Regions from separate parts of the Macaca mulatta genome. Here region 2 is linked to region 1. The links are chromatin contacts, called in public Hi-C maps. All regions are on one chromosome and are shown on one strand. The core of a region is the stretch at or near the end of the contact, and the rest is flanking DNA. Distances in the headings are between cores, read along the strand shown. Region 1 holds the start of EIF2S3 (eukaryotic translation initiation factor 2 subunit gamma). Region 2 holds the start of ZFX (zinc finger protein X-linked).

Region 1 (7,823 bases), core at 1,979-4,478:
TCCAGTTTTCACCATCACTTAACTAATGCATGCATTTATTGAAACATAACTTCCTATTTTAGGTAAATTGTTGTACTAAAAATTTATGTGATATAAAACACGTATTCATATAAATTTTACTTAAGTATTCAATGAACACACAGATAACCTAAATTCTATCTTTTTTGTTTTTTGTTTTTTTGAGATGGAGTCTGGCTCTATTGCCCAGGCTAGAGTGCAATGTCTCAATCTCAGCCCACTGCAACCTCCCCCTCCCGGGTTCAAGCGATTCTCCTGCATCAGCCTCCCGAGTAGCTGGGATTACAGGTACGTGCCACCACGCCCAGGTAATTTTTCTATTTTTTAGGAAAGGGTTTTCGCCAGGTCAGGATTTTGATCAGGCTGGTCTCGAACTCCTGACCTCAACTGATCAGCACACCTCGGCCTCCCAAAGTGCTGGGGTTACAGACGTGAACCACCGCACCTGGCCCAGAAAACCTAAATTCTTATCTATTCACCTGTCCTTACATTTTTTTCTGGTTTGAAATAGCTGTTTATAAAAAGCAACTCCATTAAAAATTGGGGAAAGGACACAAACAGACACTTCTCAAAAGAAGGCATACATGCGGCCAAGAAACACGGAAAAAAAGCTCAATATCACTGATAATTCGAGAAATGCAAATCAAAACCACATGAGATACCACCTCGGACTAGTCAGAATGGTGATCATTAAAAAGTCAAAAAACAAAAGATACTGGTGAGGTTGTGGAGAAAACGGAACGCTCTTACACTATTTGTGGGGGTGTAAATTAGTTCAACCATTGTGGAAGACAGAGTGGCAATTCCTCAAAGCCCTAGAGGAAGAAATACCATTTGACCAAGCAATCTCATTACTAGGTATATAGCCTCCAAAATATAAATCATTCTATTATAAAGATCCATGCACACATATGTTCACTGCAGCACTATTCACAATAGCAAAGACATGGAATCAACCCAAATGCCCATCAATGATAGACTGGATAAACAAAACGTGGTACATATACACCATGAAATACCATGCAGCCATAAAAACGAACAAGATCATATGCTTTGCAGGGACATGGATGGAGCCGAAAGCCATTATTCTCAGCAAACTAACGCAGGAACAGAAAACCAAATACCGCATATTCTCATTCATAAGTGGGAGCTGAATAGTGAGAACACATGGAAGCATGCGGGGGAACACCACACACTGAGGCCTGTCCGAGGGTTGGGGGTGGGAGAAGGGAGAGCATCAGGAAGAATAGCTAATGGATGCTGGGCTTAATAGCTGGGTGATGGGGCCGGGCGCGGTGGCTCACGCCTGTAATCCCAGCACTTTGGGAGGCCGAGGCGGGCGGATCACAAGGTCAGGAGATCGAGACCACGGTGAAACCCCGTCTCTACTAAAAATACAAAAAATTAGCCGGGCGCGGTTGTGGGCGCCTGTAGTCCCAGCTACTCGGGAGGCTGAGGCAGGAGAATGGCGTGAACCCGGGAGGCGGAGCTTGCAGTGAGCCGAGATCGCGCCACTGCACTCCAGCCTGGGCGACAGAGCGAGACTCCGTCTCAAAAAAAAAAAAAAAAAAAAAAATAGCTGGGTGATGGGATGATCTGTGCAGCAAACCACCATGGCACACAGTTTACCTATGTAACAAACATCCTGCGCATGCACCCCTGAACTTAAAAGTCGGGAAAAAAAAAAAAGAGAGGTAGCAGAGAAATTATCACCTTAATGAATTTTTCTTCACTTCTCATATTGCCCCTCATTTTCCCCAATTTCCCTTTTATTTCATTTATTTTATATATATATATATATATATTTTTTTTTTTTTTTTTTTTGAGACGGAATCTCGCTCTGTCACCCAGGCTGGAGTGCAGGGGCGCCATCTCAGCACACTCACTGCAAGCTCCGTCTCCTGGGTTCACGCCATTCTCCTGCCTCAGCCTCCCGAGTAGATGCGACTGCGGGCACCCACCACCACGCCTGGCGAATTTTTGTGTGTGTTTTTTTTTTTTTTTTTGTATTTTTAGTAGAGACGGGGTTTCATATTGGCCAGGCTGGTCTCGAACTCCTGACCTCGTGATCCGGCCGCCTCGGCCTCCCAAAGTAGTGGGATTACAGGCGTGAGCCACCGTGCCCGGCCTCATTAATAATATTTATTTCCTAAAAGCTAACTTGATGACTACTTACAAGTATTGTAAAGTGAGCTTGGCTTCTCAGTATTCGTCATTGTGGCTTTCATATTATCTTTTCACTTCTCTTTACTATAATTTTGCATAATAGTTGTCTCACACGTTTTTATGTAAATAAATTTATTGCAAACAACAAAAAAGGAAATAGCTGTTTATGACAAAATTTGTATAGAAATGCACAGAGAAAAAAAATCACTCAACTGCTTTTCAACACGACGAAAAGTGGGTTAAGGTGTCAAGGATTTTTAAATTTTAAAATACCGATTTATCGGTAATCGAGGTTTTTTTGGACCTACTTCTTTAAGAAAAAAAACCAAAACAAAACAGCGCACTTTAGATGCTCTCACGACACCTAGCTAAATTCACTGGGAACGCAGTCTAACGTCACCAAGGCCCACCTCCCGGGCCCTAGAAATCACTCTCTGGGAACAAGCTAGGGACTTTGATTTTGCTAGCCCTGCCCCTCTGAGCCCTTCACCAAACCTCCGCGAGGGGGCGCCCGCCCCGCCACCCGCCGGGGCTCAGCACGCGGCCTTTTCCCAGCCAAGAGCCCCGTCATAGGTGGGCGCGGACCCCGAGCCGATCTCGCCTTATTAAATTACAGAAATCGGTATTCAAAAAAAAGGGCGGGGTGGACACTCCCTCTTTTCTGTTCTCACACCCTAGCTGATTCCCAGGTTTCGGGAAACTCCACAGGAAACGGAAATGGTCTCTCCCTGGCCAGCGCGCGCGCCGGGTTGCATCACCCGCCTCGCACGGGCCGGGCGGGGCGGGGGTTTGGTGGCTGCCCTCAGTATTGCCTGCACAAATATCTACCAGGTCTGCGACGAATTGCTCCAGCAACTTTGCACCGTGTTTTCCAGTAAGCCTACCGACAGGCACTGTGCAGATTCAAGCGGAGAGAAGTCCAAGTAGTGAGGCCGCTGCTGAACTGGCCATCCTGAGCCCCTACTCGGCCTTCCCGCCTCCGCTTCCCCGCCCCGCACTAGGACCCCTGCAGACGATCAGGCGGCAGCCGGGGTGACTTCCTTCCTCTTCTGGCAACATGGCGGGCGGAGAAGCTGGAGTGACTCTGGGGCAGCCGCATCTTTCGCGTCAGGATCTCACCACGTTGGTGAGGTTTTGCTTGGGGAGGATGTAGAGTGAGCTCGGGAGTGGAGATGACCGAGCCTCCCGGTGGCATTGGTACTAGTCAGTGTCGGGAGCATGGGTCAGGAGCCTGGGTCAGGAGGGAGACCTGGAGCTGGGCGCCTTAAGCCATGCTCACGCCGCCTGTACCCAGGCCAGTCCACGATCTGGGCGCAGAGGTGTACGGTCGTGGGATTTCGAGCTTCTGGAGGATTCGGCTGGAAGTCTTGATGTTGATTGTCATGGTTTCAGCCTCTTAACGTCTGGGAAGGGAGTGTCTTGTCTGTATTACTTTTAGTGCTAATGTTCCCAAGATTGGGGGAGCCTCTGATCCCCAGATATCCCATAGTTTAGTGGAGGTGTAGTCTGTTGTGTAATGATGAAGGGCTCTTACAGCTTCCCAGCCATAGGAGTACAGAGTTACCGATAGAGGAAAGGCGCTTTAGAAGTAGTAGAAAGCTGTGCAGATGGTGGCGAGATATAGATGGCAAACGTAAAGTCAAAGGAAAAGTTCTGCTTTGTTTTATGTGCGATGTTTTAAAATATATTTCATTGCAGGATGTTACCAAGTTGACGCCACTTTCACACGAAGTTATCAGCAGGCAAGCCACAATTAATATAGGTAAGAGTAACTTAAGAAACCTGATCTTCTTGATCTCCAACAATTAATTTTAACCTCACTTTTTGTGTGATTACCTGGATAATATGAGGATTCACATATTCAAGAAATAGATATTGAGTCCTTGTGAATAAAGCACCTGCTAGATTTGCGGGGGAAGGGAGCACAAAGAATGCTGCCCATGTCTAGCTTACAGACTTGGCAAGAAGAAAAAATGGAGACATAAGAAAAGTTTAGGGCCGGGCGCGGTGGCTCAAGCCTGTAATCCCAGCACTTTGGGAGGCCGAGACGGGTGGATCACAAGGTCAGGAGATCGAGACCATCCTGGCTAACACAGTGAAACCCCGTCTCTACTAAAAAATACAAAAAACTAGCCGGGCGAGCTGGCGGGCGCCTGTGGTCCCAGCTACTCGGGAGGCTGAGGCAGGAGAATGGCGTGAACCCAGGAGGCGGAGCTTGCAGTGAGCTGAGATCAGGCCACTGCACTCCAGCCTGGGCGACAGAGCGAGACTCCGTCTCAAAAAAAAAAAAAAAAAAAAAAAAAAGTTTAATAGCATAAGGCAGTATGTAGTCATACGTAGCAGAAGTTTAAGGAAGAGGTGAAAATGTGGCTGTACTTGCCACACAGGATTATTTCAAGGGCCGAATTTATGAAAGATTTATTTGATGTACAAGCTGTGATTAAGTAGAGGGTTTTTTTTTTTCTTAATTGGCACCTGGAACTTTAGAGGAGAAGTTACGTTGACCGAGTGTAAATTTTGGACATTTTGAGTTTGTACAAACAGCATAGTTAAAAAGTAAGACTAGTTTTTAACCTAGTTAAAAAGTAAGACCCCACCATGAGGCTATTAAAGTTACAGTATTACAGTCTGAAGCTTTAACTTATTAATGCAAACAAAGCCCAAATAAGCCTACAGGCCTTAAACTACTGCCCCTGCATTAAAAATTTTGGTTGGGGTGACCTCGGAGCATAACTTAATCTCCGAACAACCTATGCTAAGACTATACCAGTTAAAGCGAATTACTATGCATATATTGACCCAATAATTTGATCATTGGAACAAATTACAATTAAACTTAGGTTGTTTCCTTGTTTGTTCACAAATCCCTTTTTGTTGTGTCAGGGCCCATCATACCTGTTTACTTTAATCTGGAAATGCTGGAAGGTTCCTTAATATATAAAGTTCTGGCTGGGTGCAGTGGCTTATGCCTGTAATCCCAGCCCGTTGGGAGGCGGGTGGATTGCTTGAGTCCTGGAGTTGGAGACCAGCCTGGGCAACATGGCCAAACCCCATCTCTACAAAAAATACAAAAAATTAGCTGTGTGTGGTGGTGCATGCCTGCAGTCCCAGCTACTAAGGAGGCCGAGGTGGGAGGATTGCTCGAGCCCAGGTGGTTGAGGTTGCAGTGCGCTGTGATCAGGGCATTGCACTCCAGTCTGTCCCAGAGTATGGTTTTTTTTTTTTTTTTTTTTTTTTGAGACAGCCTCACGCTGTTGCCCAGGCTGGAGTGCAGTGGCGCGATCTCGGCTCACTGCAAGCTCCGCCTCCTGGGTTCACGCCATTCTCCTGCCTCAGCCTCCTGAGTAGCTAGGACTACAGGCGCCCGCCACTGCGCCCGGCTAATTTTTTGTATTTTTAATAGAGACGGGGTTTCACTGTGGTCTCGATCTCCTGACCTTGTGATCCGCCCGCCTCGGCCTCCCAAAGTGCTGGGATTACAGGCTTGAGCCACCGCGCCCGGCCTCAGAGTATGTTTTTTAAGTAAAGCTGTTACATGGAAGTTTCTCTTCAGTCCTATATGAGAACACGTTTCTAGTAGGAAGGCGTATGGAGGAGGAAAACTGGAAATCACTGTTGGTTTTATGTTGATATTTACAGTAAGTTATGGCTTTGGCTTTATTTTATTTATTTTATTTTATTTTGTGATAGAGTCTCACTCTGTTGCCAGGCTGACGTGCAGTGATGCGATCTCGGCTCACTGCAGCCTCCACCTCCTGGGTTCAAACGAGTCTCCTGCCTCAGCCTCCCCAGTAGCTGGGACTACAGGCATGCGCCACCACGCCCAGCTAATTTTTGTATTTTTGGTAGGATGGGGTTTCACCATGTTGGCTGGGATGGTCTCGATCTCTTGACCTTGTGATCCAAAGTGTTGGGATTACTGGCGTGAGCCACCATGTCCAGCCGGCTTTGGGTTTTCTACACTTAACACTATTTGAAAAAATATTTGGTATGTAATTAAATACACATGAATTAATTTTTTGAACTTTGACCATAGGTACAATTGGTCATGTAGCTCATGGGAAATCCACAGTTGTCAAAGCTATTTCTGGAGTTCACACCGTCAGGTTCAAAAATGAACTAGAAAGAAATATTACAATCAAGCTTGGATATGCTAATGCTAAGGTAAGCTGTGTACTGTGGAACAAGAAACTAACTTTAATTGTTGTGCAGATAATAAATCAAAATCTTTTTTTATTGAAATTTTAGATTTATAAACTTGATGACCCAAGTTGCCCTCGGCCAGAATGTTATAGATCTTGTGGGAGCAGTACACCTGATGAGTTTCCTACAGACATTGCAGGGACCAAAGGGAACTTCAAATTAGTCAGGTGACCTCTTTTTTGCTAAGCATACTACACTTTATATTTTATTGTCTTCTGTTTTGTACTTTTTGAAATATTGAGATGTTAAACAATGAATCTAATTGCTAAATGGTTTTGTTGTTTTTCCATTGTTTTATGTTTTTATGGCAAATCTGAAAAGTCAAGCATCTAAACCTGAGTTAAAATACTTACCTGCAGTTTCTCCAAACTAAAAGTATCACTTAAACAAAATAGAAAAACAACTCATTGGATTGAAGGGATTCTTTTTCTAGGCTTCCTGAATTTCTTTTAAACAGTGCTGTTTTTGTATATTAAATAGAGATGAACAGAGCCATTTCTAATTCTCTAAAACACTTGAACTTGTTCGCCATCTATTTTCTGAATATGATTGCATACCTGGTTTTTTATCAGGATACTGACATCTGTCTAGTGATGTTTATGGGGATTGGAGATGCCCTACAAGGAATGTTTAGATTGGGGCAGGGCTGGGACCAGGGAGAGACAAGTGAGGCCTTCACCTCAAGCCCAAAATTTAAGTGGGCCTGGGGGTGGAGGTATGCCAGAAAACTCAGTAATTAGGATAAATATTTTAATGCAGTTTTTTTGGAATTAATGCAAAAAATATGATAAACAATATCAGAATTTTAAATAAAGGCAGACTCAATATTACTGAATTTGTTTCCTCTCTTGCTTCAGTATCACTTTGTGGCTCAGCATGGCTTTGTATTTTGTTTATGATTGATTTTTTGCATTAATTTTGACTTTTTAAAAATATTGAATGCATATATTTTTCTTTCTTATTCTTTTCTTCTTTTTTTTTTTGAGACAGTCTCTCTCTGTTGCCCGGGTTGGAGTGCAGTGGTGCGATCTCGGCTCACTGCAGCCTCCACTTTCTGGGTTCAAGCAATTCTCATGCCTCAGCCTCCTGAGTAGCTGGGATTACAGGCATGAGCCACCACGTCCAGCTAGTTTGTATTTTTATTTATTTATTTATTTTTGAGATGGAGTCTTGCTATGTCGCCAGGCTGGAGTGCAGTGGCGTGGTCTCGGCCCACTGCAACTTCTGACTCCCTGGTTCAAGTTATTTTTCTGCCTTAGCCTCCCGAGTAGCTGGGATTATAGGCACGCGCCACCACGCCCAGCTAATTTTTATATATATATATATATTTTTTTTTTTTTTTTTTTTTTGAGACGGAGTCTCGCTCTGTGGCCCAGGCTGGAGTGCAGTGGCCAGATCTCAGCTCACTGCAAGCTCCGCCTCCCGGGTTCATGCCA
Region 2 (7,823 bases), core at 1,995-4,494, 100 kb after region 1:
ATATTGATTTTTTTTTATCTCTTTAGTGGAGCTAGTTTGTTTGCTGTGCCCTGTGATTTATAATCCATGAAGAATTTGATTATTATATTCAGGAATTAAACAATGTCTTGTTCAACTAATGACTCATGTAAAAAGCACTGCTTGAAAATCACCTATTTGCCAGTCATTGTTTATTTTAAAATTATTCTCCTTGGGGAGAGTGTGTGGCTTACGGGCTCAGATGAAAAATTATTAATTGGCATTAATTATGGCCAACTGAATTCCAACAGAAGATGCGACTTGCTCACGCTAAGTATAACCTAAGTATCAGGTATCAGATAAATGGTTAATTTTTATAGGGCATGCTTAGTTCAATAAAACTAGGGCCTTTCTGGGGGAAGATAAATATTTTTTAATGTTTGGGATACGAAAAAAAAAAAAAAAGAATGACCACAACTTTATTCAAGAAGGTGTACATATTTTCATAAGCCAATAATGTATTACTTCTTATTTGAATTCCCATCAGTCTCTGATGTGGAGTGAAAATCAACAGCTTCTTTTTTGACTAATCTTTCTCCGGGAAAATGATTGAAAGGCCTTCTATCGTTTCTGGCTCAAGGACCTATAAACATGTCAGAGATTTTTAGTTAAGTTATTAAAACACTGTCAAAACCGTGAGTAAATGCTTTTAACTATCTGATGTACATTAACAGCTCCGAAGGAACAAATACATTTTAGCACGTAATCAAAATTCCTTTTACTGCTTTGAAACTAGCTATTTTGTATTCATAGCATTCTCTTTTGAAATGTTCTGCTCTCGACCTCCCTAGATAAAATTTCCTTTTATTATGTTTACTTGAGAAAATGAAAGTACTTAGGAATGTTTTTATTTTGCCTTACACAGCCTCCTTATTCGAGTTCCCCAAGGGCAAGCACATCTTTGTTACTTCCTGCGCCCAGAATTCTAAAGGTGCCTAATACGAAAACAATTATCAAAATTATCAAGGCAAGATAGGCTGCAGTAGGTCCTTTAAGTGCAAGATGTCTGGTGCTTAATTACCAAATGCTTTCAAGGATCTTAGGTGTCCTCAAGGTCCTATTGTGAGTACTTTCATAAAATGCATTTTGTATTTTATCACATCAAACAATTTCTGATCTCTGCTGTTTACACTTCCTTTTCATCTTCACTTTATCATGAGTATAATACTAAGTGTACTTCTAGTGAAATGATTTTTATCATTGTTCTTTTACCAGTTTAACAATGTTCTTTACAGACTTCCATAAATGGGCTTAAAGTACAAATTACTTTACTTTTTTTTTAAACTTAAGAAAATATAGTTGACCTTATCTGTATAGTCATCTATAAAATAACCGGACTTTATAAAGTTTGCTGGACTTTCATAAAGGTTTATCTAATCTAATAGAACTAGACCATCCTTTCTTTGTTTCCCACCCAAGTTAACAGTCTCTTCCTGTATGAAAAGTAATGACAAAGGGCTTTTTGAAAGTTATCAATCCCTAAACTACTTGTGATCTTTTAAACTGAGAAAACATCTTTTTCTTTTATGCTTGCCTTGGACACTGTTTTCTTAAGTGCTTTACACTGGTGGATGTATAAGTATTTGATGGTAATTATGGAAAAACTAACAATAATGGTGACATTAGGTTTTTCTGTCTTGAACATGCTGCTTACAGTTGCATGGATGATGAAGTGAGGCTCTATTCTTTTTTTTTTTTTTAATAGAGACGAGGTCTCACCATGTTACCCAGGCTAATCTTGAACTCCTGGGCTCAAGTGATCCTCCCGCCTCAGCCTCCCAAAATGCTGTGATTACAGGAGTGAGCCAGGGAACCTGGCTTCCATTCTTGCCATTCCGTAGCATCAAACTGAGGCCTTTGGAAAGTACTTAAACGCTGGTTATCAGTGTTTTGAAATATTAATGTGGGTGGCCGGGCACAGTGGCTCACACCTGTAATCCCAGCACTTTGGGAGGCCGAGGCGGGTGAATTACCTGGGGTCAGGAGTTCGAGACCAGCCTGGCCAACATGGTGAAACCCCGTCTCTACTAAAAAAATAGAAAAATTAGCCAGGTGTGGTGGCACGCGCCTGTAATCCCAGCTATTTGGGAGGCTGAGTCAGGAGAATCGCTTGAACCCGGAAGGCGGAGGTTCGGTGAGCCGAGATGGCGCCACTGCACTCCAGCCTGGGAGCGCAAGAAGTATTAATGTGGGCACACAAGCTATTTCTCGTTTTTTTTTTTTTTTGATTGACACAACATTGCTTAGTTTCACTTACCTTTCTGTAAAGTTTCTGTGAAAGTGTGTATCACAGCCTGATGTAATTTTTATAAACAATGAATACATGCTGTTACTATTTTTGAAAGGAAATTTAATCGCTCGGAAAAATTCAGACTAAAGCCCCGCGAGGAAAATTACCATCCAGTGCATGCTCAGAGATTTCTTCTTACTCTACTTTTGTTTTTCCTTTTTGAAAGCATTTGTGATTGAGAGATGTCTGAGGGAAGGGACAAATTGCATTCTGGGAGTTTTAAAGAGTTATGTCAGGCAACTAAAATACGTGGCCTCTGTATTTAGAGATTTCACACCAGTATACTATTTGCTTTATAATTTTTGTGTTTCTTATTGTTTACAAATGTCTTTTAACATTTAGTGCTGTGTGGAAGGATAGCATGCCAGATTCCAGATTAATGTAAAGACTCCACTATTTAACTTTTCCCTAGTAACTTTAAGAGTTTGGGTTCCAAGTTCAGCATGGAAAGATAGCATAAACATTTAAACTAAGTAAAGTGCAAAATGCACATTTTTGAAGTTGTTAAGTGCTGTTTAATCATTTTCCTCTTCTCTCCCAAGTCTTTTGAAACTTCAAAAGGCTTGTTTAAGCAGTTTAAAAAAAAAAAATCCATACCCAATTGGGCTCCTCTCTATTAAGGAATGTGGAAAATTCATGATTTATGAAACGATGACACCAGTCTTATATTTCACAGGCTCCCCAAGCTCTGAAACACGGGTACATAGGAAAATACACAGAAAATTCCTGTTCTTTGCAACGTGCGAAACGTTTCAAAATGCAACTTTGCTCATCTCCCTCCCCCGTACAAACTAATAAAATCAGTTTGGCTCTCTGACTGCTTATTTTTAAAAAGTAGACGGCCTGGTAGGTGCTCTAGGGATAACCCTTCTCCCCCCATTCCACCCCCCTTCCCGCACACCCTTTTAGACTGGCAAGCCCGTTTTCATTTTATTTCAAAGATTTTTTTTTTTTTTTTTTTTTTTTTTTTTTAAAGCGAAGGCAGGGGACGGCGGGGGTTGCTAAATTTATCTTCCTCCCCAGCCACGGGGATGAAGAAAACACATTTACTGCGGGCGGGGGTCTGAGGGCCTGCAAACAACTCGAGCTGGAGCCTCGGCCAGGACTGGCGCGAGAGGCGGTAGGTCTCCGGGGAGGCCCCCGGGGGGCGGCCGCGGCCCACGGGACATGGTGGGGGGCGGCCGGGCCGTCTGCCTCTCCGCGGGGTCCGCCGACCGCGGCCCCGCGCGGGCTTTACGGCCGAGGCGGCGGCAGCGGCGCGTGTGTGGCGGCGGCGGGCGGGAGCGCGGAGGAGGTGGAAAGAAGGGGGGCGCTGTCACTGAGACTCCGGCCGCCGGAGACCCCGCCGCAGCGAGGCCACTGGGCTCCCCGGTCGCGGGGCGGGAACGGCGCCGACCCGGGGCGCCAGAGGGACCCACCGGGCGGAGGAGGGGGCCTGTCTACCCTTCCGCATTTTCCTGGGTCTCTCTCCCGGGCGGTGACGTGACGTGCTGACGGCGGGCCCGTGCCGGGGAGCTGGGCCGCTTTTTGTCAGCTCCGAGCTCGGCCCCTCCTCCCTCCCTCCGCCCGCCCCACCAGCCGGAGCCCGGCCCAGTGCTCCAGAGAAAGGCCGGCCTGCAGCACCCGCCACCGTCGCCGGCCGCCCGCACGCCCGTCCGGTGAGTCCCGGGTGCCGCCGCGGCCGCGGGGCCTAGTGTGCGCACAGCGGCCTGGTCTTGGCCTGGTCGGCGGCCCGCAAGGCGCCCTCCCGCGCTAGGCCGGGCGGCGTGGCGTGCGGCGCCGAGCAGGCCCCGAGGAGGCCGCAGTTAGGCCCGGGGAGGAGCCCGGCTGCCCCGAGCGGCGGCGGAGGCGCGCTCCGTAAGCGGGCGGGGGTTGGGGGAGGGTCGCCCGGTTGTGCCGGAGGCGGCCGAGGGGCCCCGAGTCGGCTCCGCGGCCGACCCGGGGCACCGCGCCGGTGTGAGGCCTGGCGAGGAGGCGAAGGCTGCAGGCGTGAGGTGAAGGCCGCAGGCCGGCCGGGCCGATTTTCGCTATGTAAATATCGGTGAGGGGGGGAGGGACGGGGGACAAGATGGCGGCGGCTCGGCGCTTGCTGCAGGGGACGATAGAGGGGGTTGCCGGGAGGGGGAGCCGCCATCTTGGAGGCGGTGTCTGGAGAGAAAATTCCGCTACAGCCCGTGAGGGGGGGTGGGAGAGCGGGCGGCGGCAGCAGCGGCGCCGGTGACGGGCCCCGGAGGCCCGGCGCGTTGGCGTGTGCGCGCGGAGGGGCGTGCTCGCTCCCCGTGGCGGCCATTGCCCTTGCCGCCATGATGAGCGCTCGGGCTCCAGGCGCTCGGCGGCAGCGCCACCTTCCTGCCTTGCCTTCCGCAGCCCCGTGACTGGCTGCAGTTTCCGCTGCGTTTCAGCTGAGCTGCCGCAGGCGGCGACCGCCGCCTCCCGGGCGCCGGGACTATTTCACCCTCAGAGCCCCCGGCCCTGCGCCTTTACCCCGCGCCTGTAGCCACCCGAGGGCAGTCGGGGCAGGTGGCAGTCCGGACACCTGAGCTTACAGGGCATACGGGACCCCAGGAAATGTTATTTTTGCTTAAGTCAAATCTGTGTGGGTGCTAAGGTGTTTTCGATGCGGTTGTTTTCCCAACAATCTTTACCGCCCCGAGTATCTGAATAAAGAAAAATAAAGATTGATGGGAAAGTTTTTGCCATTCTTTTGTCCTATAGGAAAAAAAATTACACAACACGAAAGCGGAGGAATGAAATTTTGAATCATTCGTACTCATGTGGAAACAACTTTCTTGAAACACGATTTAAGCAATTAGTGATCTGTTAGTGGTATTTTTTGATTGAGGAATAAGAAGGGCAGACGTTTTCTATTTTCGTATTGGTGGACAACTTAGTGTGGTGCATATTGTGCATTTGTCTGTCATGTTATTTCGATTTTTCATTTGTGAAGTTTTAAGGCGGAGTTTCATTCCCTAACGTACTTTTTTTATTGCACACTGTACAACTTTCTTGATAAACTGGGAGTCTACTGTTAGCGATGCACCGTGCTAGATGCTAAGAAACATTAAAAAGGTTCTTGTAATGCAGACGGTGGCTGCAAGAAGTCTTATGTTTAGAGGTAGGTGGGGCAAGGTGAAATGCAGTAAAGTGAGAGGTACAACTAATTACTGGGATTTCCGAGGGAAGCAAGATTCCCATTGGAGGATCAGGGAGGGACGGGTTCCTGAAGTATTAATAGGTGGCATTTTGAGAAGGTTACCGAGGGATGGGTAGGACTTTGTTAGGTAGAGGTGGAGGTGGAGAAAGGACGTTTCAAGGGTGAAGCTTCTTCAGTAAACAGTAAGTATTTACAGTTTGGCAAAAGTGGATGGTATTGGTAGGGGAGTGGTGGGAATTCAGGCTAGAAAAGTTAGATTGCAGAAGAGCTTGCTTGCCAGGTGAAGGGTCTTATACTCAATGGGGGAGGCAGCAGGGGTGCCCTCAACTAGAAGAGTGATGGCACACCTGAGCTGCACCTGGTTATTTACTTATTTATTTTTTATTTTGAGACAGGTTCTTGCTATATTGCCCCAGGCTGGTCTCGAACTCCTGGGCTCAAGCCGTTCTCCCGCCTCCCACTGCCCGCCTCCCACTGCTGTCTGTTCCCTGAGCTGTGCTTTACGGTACTTAGTAGTTCCATTGGACTAGGAAAAGTTTCAGAGTTGAAAAATAATGAGAGTAGTACGTTGATCAGTGTTTTTTTTTTTTTTTTTTTTTTTTTTTTTTTTTTTTTTTATCAGAACGATTACAAGAATGTTCAGAAGTTAAGCAAATTTTGCTACTTTTGGAACGATGCGTCTCTGTTAAGACATCTGCTCCTTTTTTCTGTCGTGATTTCTCATCCGAAATAATCTTTTGCTCAGAGTTGTCAGAATTTCTGTGGTACACAAATAGGGAGGAGTTTCTAACATTTGATTTACCATAGTTGGAAAGTACAGGACTAGTGCTGTGGATTATTTGACGAAAATGAGAAATGAGTATTCCCGTGGTAATTTTTTTTTTTTTTTTTTTTTTTGAGACCGAGTCTCGCTCAGGCTGGAGTGCAGTGGTGTGATCTTGGCTCATTGCAACCTCTGCCTCCCGGGTTCAAGTGATTCTCCTGCCTCAGCCTCCCGAGTAGCTGGGACTACAGGATCCTGCCACGAGGCGGGGTTTCATGTTGGCCAGGCTGGTCTCGAACTCCTGACCTCAAGTTATCTGCCTGCCTTGAACTCCCAAAGTGCTGGGATTACAGGCATGAACCACCGTGCCCTGCCTGTTTCCTAGAATTTTATGATGTAAACCTTTAGGTGGCATAGATACCCGTTTTCAGTTTTTCCGTTTTTCTAGACTGTAACAGGTCATGAGCAGCAGTGCTCCATGAAAGGGCTGGAGGGAATGCGAGTCTCATGTTTATTATAAAGGGCTGTGGTTTAGAAAAGTTCGAGAAACAGTGCATTGCATGAGGCTGACTAGAAGTAAGTTGCGAAGGCGGGCTGTGGTTGTTGAGGTGTTAAGGGTAAACATAAACTTAGAAGAACCAGGTGCTTTTATATTTTGACAGCTGGGAAAGACATAGAAGAACTATTAAGAAGATAGAATTGTTTTGCTGCCCAGTACAGCAACAGTGGATGTTCAAGATTAAGATTAGAGTCAAGTTGTGTGATTAAGACAGGTAAGTGTGTAGTTTAGTTTCAATTAGAAATGGTTAAATATAAAATTATTTCTGCCTGAAAGGGTAGACCTTGAAACTTTGGGAAACTTTGGAAAATTGACTGGTGGAACACCTTCGAATCCAACCACCCTGGATAAATAAGGTGTTAGTTTTTAATTTCTGTGTATTTTTCAGATAGATGCAGATTTCTTTTTTTAAGAAAACATGCTCAAGAATGTGTTACAATGTTTTTTCCACATTGCTTTTTGTAAATGCTTACTCTCATTGCAAATGCTTCCTCTCACTTAACCCATCTAGACTGATAACTGTCACTGATAATCTTCTTTGTATTATTTATTCTTGTGTACACTGGCAATTCCAAACTTTTTTTCACTCTTGAAACTACTCAACTGGTCCTTGAAATCTCTCACCTTCAGCAAAGATTACCCAATCTTTTACTTCACTGAGAAGGGTAGATGGCCATCTGATAAAGAGCCAAGTCTCCCTCCCTTCCGCTTCGTGCCTTTCCTCTGTCTTCACCTAGGCCTTCCTCCTTTTGCCGCAGGGGGGATTGCAGGAGGGATTGCTCTCTCACAGGCCCACTGCTGCTCTGCGCGTGCTCTTCACCGTGGCTGCCTCCTTAGGGACGGAGCTCTGTCCGTGATGCCGTCTCTTGCATCATTATCCTCTCTTTACAAATATTCCTAGGTTTGCTCATCTTACAAAAACCTCACCTATCTTCACTTTCTTTTCATCCCACTTATTCTTAAACCCAGTATTTCCCGAATTGGGAAACTTGCACAGCATGTTAACAGGTGTATTATATAAAAGTGCTCTGTGTTTCAG

The links. Hi-C and Micro-C count contacts between places; a contact is called where the count stands out from the background.
Region 2: a contact with region 1 is called in a Hi-C map of fetal cortical plate, with 3 times the contacts expected there. The contact joins the promoter of ZFX here to the promoter of EIF2S3 in region 1. A contact is called at or near these places in 2 of 14 Hi-C or Micro-C datasets (fetal cortex germinal zone and fetal cortical plate).

Annotation. Positions count from the first base shown.
Region 1 is chrX:23,854,705-23,862,527 of T2T-MMU8v2.0, forward strand. It overlaps EIF2S3 (eukaryotic translation initiation factor 2 subunit gamma), which reads left to right and starts at 3,229. Exons shown (of 12, transcript XM_001089902.5): 1 at 3,229-3,310; 2 at 3,883-3,946; 3 at 6,221-6,348; 4 at 6,433-6,554. The coding sequence starts at 3,242.
Region 2 is chrX:23,959,087-23,966,909 of T2T-MMU8v2.0, forward strand. It overlaps ZFX (zinc finger protein X-linked), which reads left to right and starts at 3,245. Exons shown (of 8, transcript XM_015127106.3): 1 at 3,245-3,428. LOC144338493 (a long non-coding RNA gene) reads right to left here and starts at 3,826. Exons shown (of 3, transcript XR_013412709.1): 1 at 3,727-3,826; 2 at 2,906-2,996; 3 at 374-601.